2 separate regions of the Mus musculus genome follow, and region 2 is linked to region 1. Evidence: chromatin contacts called from public ChIA-PET data. All regions are on one chromosome and are shown on one strand. The core of a region is the stretch at or near the end of the contact, and the rest is flanking DNA. Distances in the headings are between cores, read along the strand shown. Region 1 holds the start of Ppm1f (protein phosphatase 1F (PP2C domain containing)). Region 2 overlaps Mapk1 (mitogen-activated protein kinase 1).

Region 1 (6,780 bases), core at 1,219-3,718:
CTCTCCACTCCAGTCAGAATCTGGTACCTGAATAAGCTACATCTCAATTGAGTACCTAGCACAAGGCTGTGACTTTGCTATTCTGCCCATTTGGCCCAATTCCATCGTGAGCAGACTGCAGGAACACAAACAGCTCAGTTATGTGGTTAGTTTGGGCTTGGGGAAAGACTGCCCTACAGGCCTTAAACCCAGACTAGTTATTCCATCTTTAAAATTCTATACTGAGGTTTCAACCTACATGGGCCTCTTAATGTACCCTTTGTTTTTTCCTGCGGTTGCCCCCTTTATGTGGAACTCTAGCAGATACCCTTAGCTATCTAAGCTGTACTCTATAAACTCCTGACCCCGTCACCTTCCCCCTCAGACACATACACACACACCCATCAGTACAGCCTCATTATCATTGCTAACCTGTCAGCCAAGAACAATTAGGACTAGAGGTGAACTGTCTTAGCAGCTGTGTTCCTAGGCATCACCTTTTCTGCTCTGGAAGCTGATGAGATCAGAGCTGCAGGGCGACCTGTATTGTGGGAGGCATGCAAGATCTCACAGGCTAGCTCTCCAGTGGTTTGTCCCCCAGGCACTGCAGGTCCCGTTTCTCTTACCTTGAGATTGTGGTGCATACTAACATGAGGAAGTCTGTTTCGTCAAGTACAACATCCTCCCAGCACTGTAGAAGGCACCGTGGACCTCTTCTATACATTCTAGCCCTATGGGAAAAATTAATATCCAAGAGAGAGCCAAAATTCCATTAATCACCTTTCCTCACTGTGATAAAACACCTGAGCAAAATTTAAAGGAAGAAAGATGGATTTGGGCTCAGTTTGAGTCATCTCTGGTAGCTAAGAAGAGGAGAGAGGAAAGACTGGCAAAATAGACCTTTCCAGGGACTAGAGCTATACACTCTTGCAGGGCACACATACTCATGACCTTCCTCCATCCTAGTTTTCGTTGTCTCCTAATAATGTCATTATTATGAATGATGAATCCAATAGACTGATCTGCTGATGTTAGCGTCCTGATGATCCATTCACCTCCCAAAAGCTCAAGTTTTCAAGAGACTTCCAGATTTCAAATCATAACAGCTCCCTTTAAGCAGAAGTATTACCAAGTTGTACCCCCATTGTAAAGAGCCTGGAAATTCTAGAACAAAGGGTTTGAGGTCCTTTCCTGAGATTTTTAAAGCCTAAGTAATACAGCCAGTCTCTGAGTGATAGAGGCTAGTGTGGTAGGGAGTGTTTGCACTCACTCTCATAGTGCTCAGAACAGGTTTCTGGGAAAGGATTTTGGGAACTGGGAGAGGACACAGATGAGAGACCTGGAACTGAGCACTCTGAGACCTCCTGGCTCTACCCCACAGCTTGGCATGTCTTGATGAAGAGGTTTGAGCTAAGCTGGTTGGTATAGCTAATATTGGGAATTTAACAAGAGTAAAGGCTTTGGCATAGTAGACTACAAACAAGACAATCATGGTGACAGCAACCTCAGGAAAGGGTACATTACAGATATGTCCTTGGCCTAGAGCCTAACAGGGCCAGGTTCCTAGTGCCTGCTTTTGCTGTCTTCTCTGTATCACCCTCTACCTCATCAGGTTATAAATGACCTCAAACCTTAATCAGGTTGAATGAACCAGGACTCTACTTGCGTAGCAGACAGACATTCTCCCCACCATGCCAGTACACACACCCATCTATTGGTTCCCCAGGCTCATGGGTTCCCTGAAACCTAATCAGGTGACAAGTTCCTAAGACAATGGGGTCTGATGGCATGTGCTTGTCAGCACAGTTCTGAGACATAAACAAAACAAACAATTGGGTTTTTTTGTTTGTTTTGTTTTTGTTTTTCGAGACAGGGTTTCTCTGTGTATCCTTGGCTGTCCTGGAACTCACTTTGTAGACCAGACTGGCCTCGAACTCAGAAATCTGTCTGCCTCTGCCTCCCAAATGCTGGGATTAAAGGCTTGCGTCACCATGCCGGAACAATTGTTTTAAAAGCCAGGTGACAACCTGGAGCCAACCTTGTCTTTAAGACTGCCTTTGCTACCCAGTGCACTAAGAAAAGTGTCTCATTTCCTGCTTTATAGCCCCAGAGCTCAAGCTGCTCAACGAATTCTCAGTGGCCATGCAGTCCTGCTGAGCACAAAGGGCCTGGAACCCTTAACCACAAAGCCCCTGGGGCCTGTGGTTAAGTGGGCAGGACCACAATGAAACTTGAAGGGGTACTCTCCACACTGTACACAGGCAGTGTACACGTTCATTGGTATAAAATGAATATAATGTTATACATGAAAATATTTTCTAAAGTCTCTGATGGGTGGCCAGTCCTGAGCAGTATGAAGCCGCATCACTGCCCTGAGACTGATCACCACACACGTTGTGAAGCAATGACTGAGCATTGTGAAGCAAGGACTGCTTTCTGCCCAGTCAAGGCTGGAGAAGTGTAGCAACGCACTGGCTATTGGGGCTCTTGTCGTCCCTGAAACAAGAGAGCAGAGGGACCAGCAGGAGGCAGCAGAGGTGCGCCCGAGGCCCGACTGCGCTTGCGCAGAGCCTGCGGCGCCTAGGACGGGAAGTAGGCGGGGCTGCCCAGAGCAGCTCGTGGGGAGCACTGCGGCAGGCTGGCAGGTGAGGCCCGCGGGGTGCAAGGGATGAAGAGCGAGGGTGAGGGTGGAAGACTCGGACTAGGGTGGGGGTCATGTGGGGGCCTGAGATGCACGAAAGTGAAATGAGACTGAGGACGAAATGGAGAGGTGAGAAAGCACTAAGGCCAAGACCGGTTTCGGGTGCCTGAGCCCATGGGACTTTGGGGGATAGCTGTGAGCAAAAAATCTGAGCAAGCCGCCGCCGGGCCCTGGTGGCAAGGCGTCGGAAACTAAAGGCACGGAACTGGGAATCCATTGACACCCTCCCCCAGGGCTGTGTCTGAACCGAGGTCCAGGAGGAGGCTGAGAGCTGTGAGGCAAAACAGTACCAAGGAGTGACAATCCTGTTTTCAAGGATCATTCCCTCTTATCTTCCAAAACATGAGGGCTAGGCCCACGGCCCTACCCTCAGCCCTACTAGTGACGACCCGGACTGGGACCACATTTTCAACCTGAATGCCCAGCCCAGTGGCGTCCCTAAGTGTATTTAAAGCTAGTGTTTTACTTACCACCTGGTTTCAAGACGCAGGCTGAAGCCATTGGGCTAGATTGCAGTAGAGCCTCAGTCCTGAGAGCCTTGGGCTTCACCGTTACAGTTGTGTGGTCTCAGGCCAGCCCCCTAAGCTCTCCGTATAATGAGGAGAAAAGGGATTGTAAGGATTTCTGCAGACTAACATCTAGTGAGGCCCAGTGGAAGGCAGTGGTCTGCCCTACCAAGGCCGCCTATTTCTAGGCCCCTTGATTAACAGATGTGTTCACAATGTGCCCTGGGACAGCCCTGTGAACTGTTCCCACCTAAGGAACTGAACGAGAGCTGCCTCTACCTCATGGTCTCAGTGTTCATATTCCTCCCATCGTCAAATTTTACTTTTACTCAGCGGCAAACTGGGATGGAAGTGGCCAAGTCACTGGGCACCAGATTCCTCAACTGAGTCCTGCTTTGGTGACAACTAATATTTGTGACCTTAGAGTAACACTTTCCTCCTACCACCTGGTTTTTTTTTCAACTGCAGTATGACCTGATGGCATGTTTTCCCACACAGTTCTGAGACATAAACAAAACAATTGTTCTAATAACTGTTAACCTCCCACAACAGATTAATTTGCAGAATTCCTCTGTGATGTTGCCTGAAGCCAGTCTTTTCTGGAAGACTGTCTTTGCTACCCAGTGTACTAAGGGAGAGTTTTCATTTCCTGTGTGATCCCCCCAGACCTCAGGCTGCTTACCTCACTCTAGTGGCCATGCAGGCCTGCTGAGCACAAACAGCCAGGACACTGACCACATGGAGCTTAGGATCCCTTTCAAAAGAAAAATGGCAGCACAATAATATGGCTGCACAGAACAGCCCATGAAAGATAGTGGGGGGGGGGGGTGTAGACATGGCTGGGGTGGAGTCCATCTATGTTCAGCGTGCATATGTTCTGTAGGTTGAATTTCCAGCACCAATAGAAAGAAACATAGTCTTAAAGTGTGTTTTGGCATTTTTGTTTTGTTTTGAGACAGGGTCTCATGGAGCCCAGGCTGGCCTCCAACTCATAATATAGCTAAGATTGAACTTGAACTTGTAATCTATCTCCATTTGGCTCTATCTTCCAAGCACTGGAATTGTAGGTGTTCACCACCATGTCCAGTTTTATCGAGGAACCTAGGGCCTGTGCCTTCAAGGCAAGTATCACCAGTTGAGCTACCCGTCCAAACCCTACTCCACACCCTTTGGTTTTTGTTTGTTTGGGGGGAGGGTATTTTAGTTTTTGCTTGGTTTGGTTTTGATTTGGTTTTTTTTTTTTTGTTTTTGTTTTTGTTTTTTTTGAGACAAGGTTTTACTCAGTAGCCCAGACTAGCACCAAACTGATGTCAAGGCTCCGTCGGTTTCCCAAGTGGTTGGTAATGGTTTCCCAAGTGGTAGGATTATAGGCATGAACCACCATGCCAGACTAAAGTGATAGTTTTGTTGTTTTTTTTTTTTAAAGATTTATTTATTTATTATATGTAAGTACACTGTAGCTGTCTTCAGACACTCCAGAAGAGGGGGTCAGATCTTGTTACGGATGGTTGTGAGCCACCATGTGGTTGCTGGGATTTGAACTCTGGACCTTCGGAAGAGCAGTCGGGTGCTCTAACCCACTGAGCCATCTCACCAGCCCAAGTGATAGTTTTTAATGTATATTTTGCTATAATCTTTATAATAAGCATTTATAAATATAAATAAAATCTTTTCCATGTATGTAGTAAGATATTGGTTAAGATCTAGAAGGATTTATACCAGACTATTCCTAGCAGCCAGTTACAAATAGAGAAATAAGAGTTCTGGGGGGAGAGGGGGTTGGGGTAAAGCTCTCTTGATAGACTGCTTGCCTAGCATGCATGATCAATTCCAGCACCACATACACCAGAAGTGGTGCATACCTGTGATCCCAATACTGGCAGGGAGGAGACACAAAGACCCTAAGTTCAGAGTCTGAGGAGCAACTGCTAGCTCATACGTACAGAGAGGCACACATACCAGAACCGGGAGGACCCAGCCAAGTGTCAATCTGGCCAAACCAATCAAAGCAGTGCAGCCCTGCTTACTGACTTACACACACTCATGCACATGGCCCTCTCTTTCTGAGTCCTTTGCAACTGTGGATTCTGTTGAAATCAAACAGCTCCCCCAACCCAGCACTCTGCCCACCCCAGCTTCTCCCCAGACTCCGTTGTCCATCTGACTACTAGCCAGCCAGCTACCACCGTCCCATCCAGCAGTCCTAATGGGGCCATGCCCTTCACCAGTTCTTTCTGCCACCATCAGATCCTTTTTCTCCAGGTATGGGCTTCAGAGCAGGGTTGTTTTGTTCCCTTAGAGAGGCATGCATCAGATTTAGGGGCTTATTGGAAAAAAGGTAAATGGGAAAGAATATCACTCTTTTTCTTTGCCTCAGCTAGACCCCAAAGAAGGAAAACTATGACCTGGTTCTTCATTTGTGGCCCAAACCACACAATGTGAAATGAGTCTGAGTGGCCGCAGCAGACAGAATTTCTCTGAGTACACTGCCTTTCTAGTGCAAGTAGACAGTCCATCCAGGCCCTGTGAGCCAGCAGATGCAAGCAGAGCTTTGCCCAAGAGCGTGCTGTGCTGTGCTGTGCTGTGCTTGGCACCCAGGCCCACTCAGCATGCATGATGCAGATGGCCTTGGGGCCCATAACAGGTCCTAAGCCTGGAGCACAGGCACAGGGCAGTAAGAGCAGTATAGCCAGGTACATTAAAGGATTTTTAGTGCTGCAGAGCCAAGATGAGTCCAGCCTCCAAGGAAGACAGGTAGACTGTGGGGAAGGGATCCAGATCCAGGAAGTAGCCCAAGGGCAAAGGTTAGAAAGAGGCACCTGCTTTCTAAAACATCTGGCAGAGCTAGTACCAGATAGGGTGATGTTGTGGGCAGGGATTTGCTGGTTGGGGCTGCTGTGTACTCTGGGGCGAGCATGCTCTCCTCTCGCTGTGGTCTCAGTCATAACTTCACATTAGCCCGTTTAACACTGCTGAAGGTTTTGGTACCTCTAGGGCCTGTAGAATTGCATGGTACAAATAGCCGAATGCTCGTCAGTTGCCTGAGAACAACTTCACAGTAGTCACACTTCTGTTCCTGAATACCGAGGAGCTAGAGCAGTTGGTGGGCAGGGTATGATGTAACAGTTGGCCTGGTCCTCTCAGTAATTAATGCCACCTCTGACTCTTGCTCTGCAGCTCTGCCTGTGTACAAACTCTCTAGGGCTCACTCTCTTCTTTTCAATCTTACCTTTGGGTAGACTGCATCTCTGCCTGGTTCCCATTCTGCTCTTTCCTTCTTTGCTTTAATTACACTCTTATCTTTTTACCTGCTTGGTCTTTGTAACCCAGGCTACACTTTATTAACTTGCAATTAAATGTGAGTGTAGACAATTAATTTTAACTCCAGCAACATAACCTCCAATAAGAAGTACTATATCTATATATTTGTTTGTTTGCTTACAAAGCTGGCCCAGAGAAATAAAAAACACTGGGAAAAGGTAACCCTTCACCTCCAAGACTGGACCGGAGAGGAGACTGTGGTGGGACTGACTCCACACACACAAAGGACGGCAAGGTTGAACATGAGGCGCTCTGTGGTCCTCTTCCTCATTC
Region 2 (6,780 bases), core at 2,346-4,845, 120 kb after region 1:
TCTCAACACCAAGAAAAATAAAAAAGGTAGAACATTGTCATTGGGGTTTTTGTTGTTTGTTGTTTTGATTGGTTGGTTGGTTTACTTTGTAAGGCAGGGTCTATGTAGCTCTGACTGTCCTGGTATTCATTGTGTAGACCAGACTAGCGCCAAGCTCATGGAGCTTGCCCGCCTCTGCTTCCCATGTATTAGGATCAAAGGTATGCGCCGCCATGTTACATTTTAATACTTCTTTATATAATTAAGTCTTGATACCTATATGTACTTGTGTAACTGTCTCCACCAGCACAGTGAAGTCACAGAAATTTATATCACCAAAAAAATTCTCTTGCTCCTTTACAGTGAGTCTATATAAGCACAGATCAACTTTTTGTCAAAGGGGGGGTATCTACAGCTTTCCTAGAATTTCATATATATTATTCCACATCATATGGAGTAGAAAATAAATTATTTTCTTCAGATTCATTCTTGTTACTGCATGTCTCAATTCACACACACACACACACACACACACACGTATATATAGTCTCTTCTAGATAAATATTTTTGAGCAAGTAGCTAAGCGCTTGCAGCTTATACACAAGTTCAAGGCAGGGAGAGACTCTGCTGATAAGGGATGAATTAGATCTGCCTTTGCTTTGCTTTATAGTTGCTTTTTAGGCTCATCCTGAGGCACCATGTCTTTATTCCATTTGTGGTTTTTCTCATTTTTATTTGGGATCCTGGACTTGACGGGGAAAAAAATCTTACACAGGAATCTTAGAAATGGAAGGAACTCTTTCTTATTCCTTCCTATTGGAAGGTACATGCTTCCTTCTTAGGAACCAACTTCTGTCTTAGTTAGGGTTTTACTGCTGTGAACAGACATCATGACCAAGGCAAGTCCTATAAAAAACAACATTTCATTGGGGCTAGCTTACAGGTTCAGAGGTTCAGTCCATTATCATCAAGGCAGGAGCATGGCAGCATCCAGGCAGGCATGGCGCAGGAGGAGCTGAGAGTTCTATGTCTTCATCCAAAGGCTGCTAGTGGAAGACTAGCCACTTGGGAAAGAGTAGCATCTGCTTGGTTTCTCCTGTATAAAGTAACTTTTTTCATTTTGTCCTCAAACTTTGGGACAATTTCAAAGACTACATTTGAAATAACATTGAGCCAGGGGGGCAGGGTGTATATACCTTTAATCTTAGCACTCTGGAGGCAGAGGCAGAGGTCAACCTGGTCTACAAATCAAGTTCCAGGACAGCCAAGCCTATGCAGAGAGACCTGTCACGAGGAACAAGGCGGAAGGGGAAATAGACCTGTTCTCATTGTTTTGGGCATCTTGCGTGAGTGGATGTGAGTATGAGTCAGATTGTGGCGATCAACCTGTGTCCTAGTCACTGAGGAACTTGGTACACTTTCATCTTCGCAAGTGTGTCTTAGTTGACATGATTCCCCTTGCCGTTCCCCCTGCTTGTCCATTGGGAACTTTCTTTTTCACCCCACTAGTTCCCAACCTTAATCCGCCTACTTTCTTCATAATCCCTCACAGTAGCCTACCTGCATCTTCTAGTCATCCTTCCCCTGTTCTGTTATCATCTTTTTTTTTTTAATTAGGTATTTTCCTCGTTTACATTTTCAATGCTATCCCAAAGGTCCCCCATACCCACCCCCCCAATCCCCTACCCACCCACTCCCCCTTTTTGGCCCTGGCGTTCCCCTGTACTGGGGCATATAAAGTTTGCAAGTCCAGTGGGCCTCTCTTTGCAGTGATGGCTGACTAGGCCATCTTTTTTTTTTTTTTTTTTTTTTCCATTTTTTATTAGGTATTTAGCTCATTTACATTTCCAATGCTATACCAAAAGTCCCCCATAGCCACCCACCCCCACTCCCCTACCCACCCACTCCCCTTTTTTGGCCCTGGCGTTACCCTGTACTGGGGCATATAAAGTTTGCGTGTCCAATGGGCCTCTCTTTCCAGTGATGGCCGCCTAGGCCATCTTTTGATACATATGCAGCTAGAGACAAGAGCTCCGGAGTACTGGTTAGTTCATAATGTTGTTCCACCTATAGGGTTGCAGATCCCTTTAGCTTCTTGGGTACTTTCTCTAGCTCCTGTTATCATCTTTTAAAAGCACTTTTCTTTCCACTCATATCTGCCTTCCCTTCGTTTTCTTATAGCACCAAAGTCATCCAACCTCATTTCACTGTAGACTGAGAGAATGCTTTCCAGTTCTTAGCCTTCTCTATCTCAGTTTCAAGTTTCACGTTTCTGACTTCTGAAATACCGTTCTCTTCCCCTCTTAGTCTGTCTGAGTAAACACATAGTTTAATAGTTGGATAAGGGTTCTTAGTCTTTTATTGTTTTAGTTTCTTACTGCCCTTAACTGACTTATCATTACTTATTCTGAGTCATGTCCCCAGATCTCTTTTCCCAGCTTTTCCCCTTAACAGTGAAACCTGCTATGGCTTCTGTGACTCTTGCACTTCTGAGAACCATGGTATCCAGCACATGATCCACAGTCATCTTTAGATCTCTAAGTCAGATAGGCAAGGGATGTAACTTGATGTAGAACGCTTGCCTACAATACACAGGGGTCCACCCTCATCATATTCATTTGTTCATATATACAAACATATAGATGTACATATATGTAAATCATTCTTGAGTCCTACGTTAAAGGGATATACCTCCCACCCATTTCTGCCTCTGTTGTTTGTAAAACCTAGGGTAAAGCTATGGAATCCTGCATACTATAAAAATCAAGTTAAGAAATAGTAAATGGAATATATGTTCTTCCTACTGTGATGAGTATTATATTTTCTTAATGCTTATTTTTATAAGGCTTAACTAGAATATTCTTAAGCTACTTAGAGTCCTGTGCCAACAGGAGAGCACACCCACAGCATACTCCTCTGCTTGGCCACAATGTTCTCCTCAGTGGAGCTCCAGAACAAGAGTGTCCTGCTACACATGAATTGCATAGTTTCTGAGAGAGAAATCGGGGGCTGTGGGTGAGCATGGTTCCTTCTGGAAAGGGATGGTGCGGGTGAGGTCAGTGGTCCCATAGTCATTCTGGCCCCTTTTCTTTCCATATGTTTCTAAATTGCTTGTACCCCTGCTTTTGTGTAAAAAGTCTATTCCTAGGGTTGGAGAGAATAGCCTAGTGGTTAAGAGCACTGACCGTTCTTCCAGAGGTCCTAAGTTAAATTCCCAGCAACCATCAGTATACTTATATACAATAAATAAATAAATTTTAAGAGAAAAAGTCTACTCGTATAGGATGTGGTTTCTATAGGGCAGTCTGCCTACTTGCTGCCCTACTCCCCCACCCTGCTTTCCCTTTTTCTTCTTTTTAACTTTTTTTTTTTTTTCTCGAGACAGGGTTTCTCTGTGTAGCCCTGGCTGTCTGGAGCTCACTCAGTAGACCAGGCTGGCCTTGAACTCAGAAATCTGCCTGCCTCTGCCTCCCAAGTGCTGGGATTAAAGGTGTGCGCCACCACTGTCCAGCCCTCTTTCTTCTTTTAGACAGGGTCTCATTGTATATATGAGTGCTTTGCACTCCCTGTGTAGACTCAGTTGGACTCTTTTTTGGTCTTTGTTTTTTCCTGAACTGGGTTTCTCCATATAGTCCTGACTGCCTCTGCCTCCTGGGTGCTTGGATTAAAGATGTGCACCATGGGACCCAACTTTTCATTTCTTTGTCCTTATTTGGAATTAATTTACCCAGATTCTCTTCGTGTTTAGCAAGTGTATTTCTGTAAGGGTTGTAGGGTGTGTGTGTGTGTGTGTGTGTGTGTGTGTGTGTGTTTTCCTCATTAAATTCAGAGCTTCTCAGGAGCAGGAACTTTCCCCTCTCCAACACACTTATGATGAAGTCTCTCAAATGGGAAGTACATTTCAAGTAGCTTGAGTTCTCCAGAAGCTGTGACCAGTACACTCTTGTTGCTATGGTAACCCTATCAAAACAGGAAATGAAGTTGGTTTACCATGACTTGTTCATAATTGACTCATGTTGATTCTCTTTTTTTCCCCCTATTTACAAAGCATCTTAAATAATATTCAGAATTTGTAGGCTTTTAATCCCTTATTTGCTGGTCAATGTGCTTCTAAATCTGTTCCAACCCATCTCGGTCCTGGAATAGACCATGAATTCAAAAGGTCCTAGACACACATTTAAATTCTTCCATGTACTTTGGATGATTTTGTGCATATATGCAATGTACCTAGGTCATATCCAAACCGTATCTCTCCTCCCACTGTCTTATACTTGTGTTTTTCTTATAACTTTTGCATCCAGCCTACATAGACATGAATGTGGGGTGGGGGGGCATCTACCAGAAGCTAGGCAACCCACATTGGCTATTCCCACAAAGAAAAAAGTCACTTCCCTCAGCAGCCATCATTTGCCAATTGCTCCTTAACTGTTCTCATCAGATCATCCTGAGCCCTTCACTCATTCGTGCTGACGTGTTGATCGGCTTGAGCATATACAACCTTCCACAGCATTCTCTCTTCCCCATCTTCCAGCTCTTACATGTTTTCTGCCATCCTCCATGATACTTTCTGAGCCTCGGGGAGCATGATACAGATGTCCAAATGAGAGCTAAGCATTCAGCGGTCACTTTCAGTGCTTTGACCACTTGAAAGTCTCTGCATTGCCTGCTAGCTACCTACTACAGAAAGAAGTTTCTCTTCTAAGCTTGACTGAAGCATTGAGAATTAAGGGTATCAATATATTTAAAAGGCAGTTTAATAACAGCAAGATATTAGTAGATGTTGAGTTAACAGAATTAGGAAAGGGAGTTAGTATACATATAATTTTCCTGGCCATGGACTCTTTGACTAGATTTATAGCACCAGACACAGCTCTTCTGTAGAGCAGGCCTCAAACCTAATCCAGGAGTTGTGCTCTGAACTGAACTTGAACCTTCTGGAAGAACATTATGAACTTTTAACCACTGAGCCATGTCTCTACCCCACCCACTGCATTTTGAGGCAGGTTCTCTCAGTGGCTGTCCTGGAACTTGCAATATATAGACCAGACTGGCCTCAAACTCAAAGATAATGCTGGGATGATTGATGTGCGCCATCAGGACAGATGCTCTAGGTAGGCTCTCTTTGCCTTTTCTTTTTAATTGTATTTTATTTATATGCATATGAGTGTTTTGCCTGCATGTATGTCTGCCTGTATTAACAGGATCAGGCCACACTCTGAGCAGAGTCAGAAAGTGAGGGTGGAAGAAGATGGTGTCACACTTTCAATAAAGAAGTCAGTTTGGTTATTTCACTATCAAGTCGGGTGATACAGTAGAAGGCCACACTGATGCTTAATTCTTTTCTAACAGCACTTTTTTAGATAAGCCCATTGTGGTGCCCATACCTTTAATCCTAGCTCTTGAGGCAGAGGTACCTGATCTGAGTTCCAGAACAGTCATAGCAAGAAAGACCCTGCCATAAAAATAAACAAATGAAAACCAGTCCTGGTAGATTATAATTTTGTAAAGCAAACCAGATTTGACTAATGTGTTCTATAAAAAATAAGAATTTATAATGTCAAATTTCTTCTGGCCAGTGTTTTACAAGTTTCCTTTTACTTAATTTTAACTTTTACCATGCTGAAGGATCAAATTCCAGGGCTTTATGCTGCTACCAGGCAGCTTTCTAGCACAGAGCCAACAATCCCAAACCTGTTTTAACTGTAAACTCGCTCTTGTTACGATTATCAAAGGGGGTGTTTATCTTTAAAAGTAGATCCCAATATTGAGTACACTTGCCTAAACTATACAAGCTTTTGCTTGCCTCCTCATGAACCACTGCTTTGGGCCCTCGTCTACCAAACCAAGGAAAATAATGTTTAAATGGTCATCCTGTTTAAGAACTGTGTATCATTTCAAAGTGCTTTGGGACAGCACAGCCTGTAATAGCATTGTGAGATGGTTGCAGCCACTGACAAGTCTACTCCTAAAACAGACTTTTACACTCAGTCAGAGGCATCAGTAGTGATGTCAGTAAATACCATTTCATTTTTTTAAGCACTTAGTAAGGAAACAAGGAAATATTTTATTGCTTGCCAGTATTTTTAGTGCTTTAGTCACTGGTCAGTTGTTGACATTAATATAAAATGCTTTTGTAGAAAATATTTAGGTAAATTGTTGGCCCATGACCTCCTCCCCCCAAAAAAAGATAGTAGTTATATTTAAACTTTTAAACCATCCTAAAATTAAAAGCAAGATTTTGCTTCCTTCTTTTCGGATTATGTAGTTGGGTCTTAAGTATAGCTTGGAAAAAACTCCCATCCTATGGCTGTGAAGGTTACTTTGTAGATTTTGTTAGAAAATTATCCTAGTAACAACCAGAAATAGACCTGTGTTTTGCTTATAAGAAAGTTGGTAATTGGGCTGGAGAGATGGCTGCTCTTGTCCCAGGTTCTATTTCCAGCACCCATATGGCAGCTAGCAACTGCCTGGAACTCTAGTTCCAAAGGATCTGATGCTTGCCAAAGCCACTGTACACATGAGGTGTACAGATAGTGTGCAGACAAAACATCCATACACATAAAATACAATTTAGAGGCGGAGAAAGAGGTTGATAAAGGGCAGTAAAGCTTTCTAAAACTGTTGTTTGTTTGTTTTTTTAGGGATAAAGATGTGGTTGGTGGTATTTGGTGTTTCTGCTGTGTCAGAGAATTCAGTAACAACTATGGATAGTTGTTTTGGAGGCAGAAATGGCATTTTCATCAAAGTGTTATCTGCTCTTTAAGACAGTAGGAAAATGTGGTGGTTTCCTGTGTCAGGTTT

The links. ChIA-PET counts read pairs in DNA pulled down with a chosen protein or histone mark.
Region 2: a contact with region 1 is called in an RNA polymerase II ChIA-PET map of memory CD8 T cells, with 29 read pairs. The contact joins the enhancer-like site here to the promoter of Ppm1f in region 1. A contact is called at or near these places in 2 of 39 promoter capture datasets (embryonic stem cells and hippocampal neurons), 6 of 484 Hi-C or Micro-C datasets (cortical neurons, embryonic stem cells, stem cell-derived epiblast-like cells and 1 more), 3 of 115 datasets of contacts at active chromatin or transcription factors (the SCID.adh cell line, embryonic stem cells and memory CD8 T cells) and 4 of 9 other capture datasets (adipose tissue, embryonic stem cells, liver and 1 more).

What each region holds. Positions count from the first base shown.
Region 1 is chr16:16,894,001-16,900,780 of GRCm38.p6, forward strand. It overlaps Ppm1f (protein phosphatase 1F (PP2C domain containing)), which reads left to right and starts at 2,469. Exons shown (of 8, transcript NM_176833.4): 1 at 2,469-2,624.
Region 2 is chr16:17,008,891-17,015,670 of GRCm38.p6, forward strand. The region is part of intron 1 of Mapk1 (mitogen-activated protein kinase 1); the gene reads left to right. Among named protein-coding and RNA genes, the nearest start is that of Mapk1, 29 kb to the left of the region's middle. Within about 2 kb of position 3,596, at least 84 of the 459 cell types and tissues checked have an H3K27ac peak or open chromatin away from gene starts, as enhancers often do. A contact at or near this core is called in memory CD8 T cells, where this site is marked.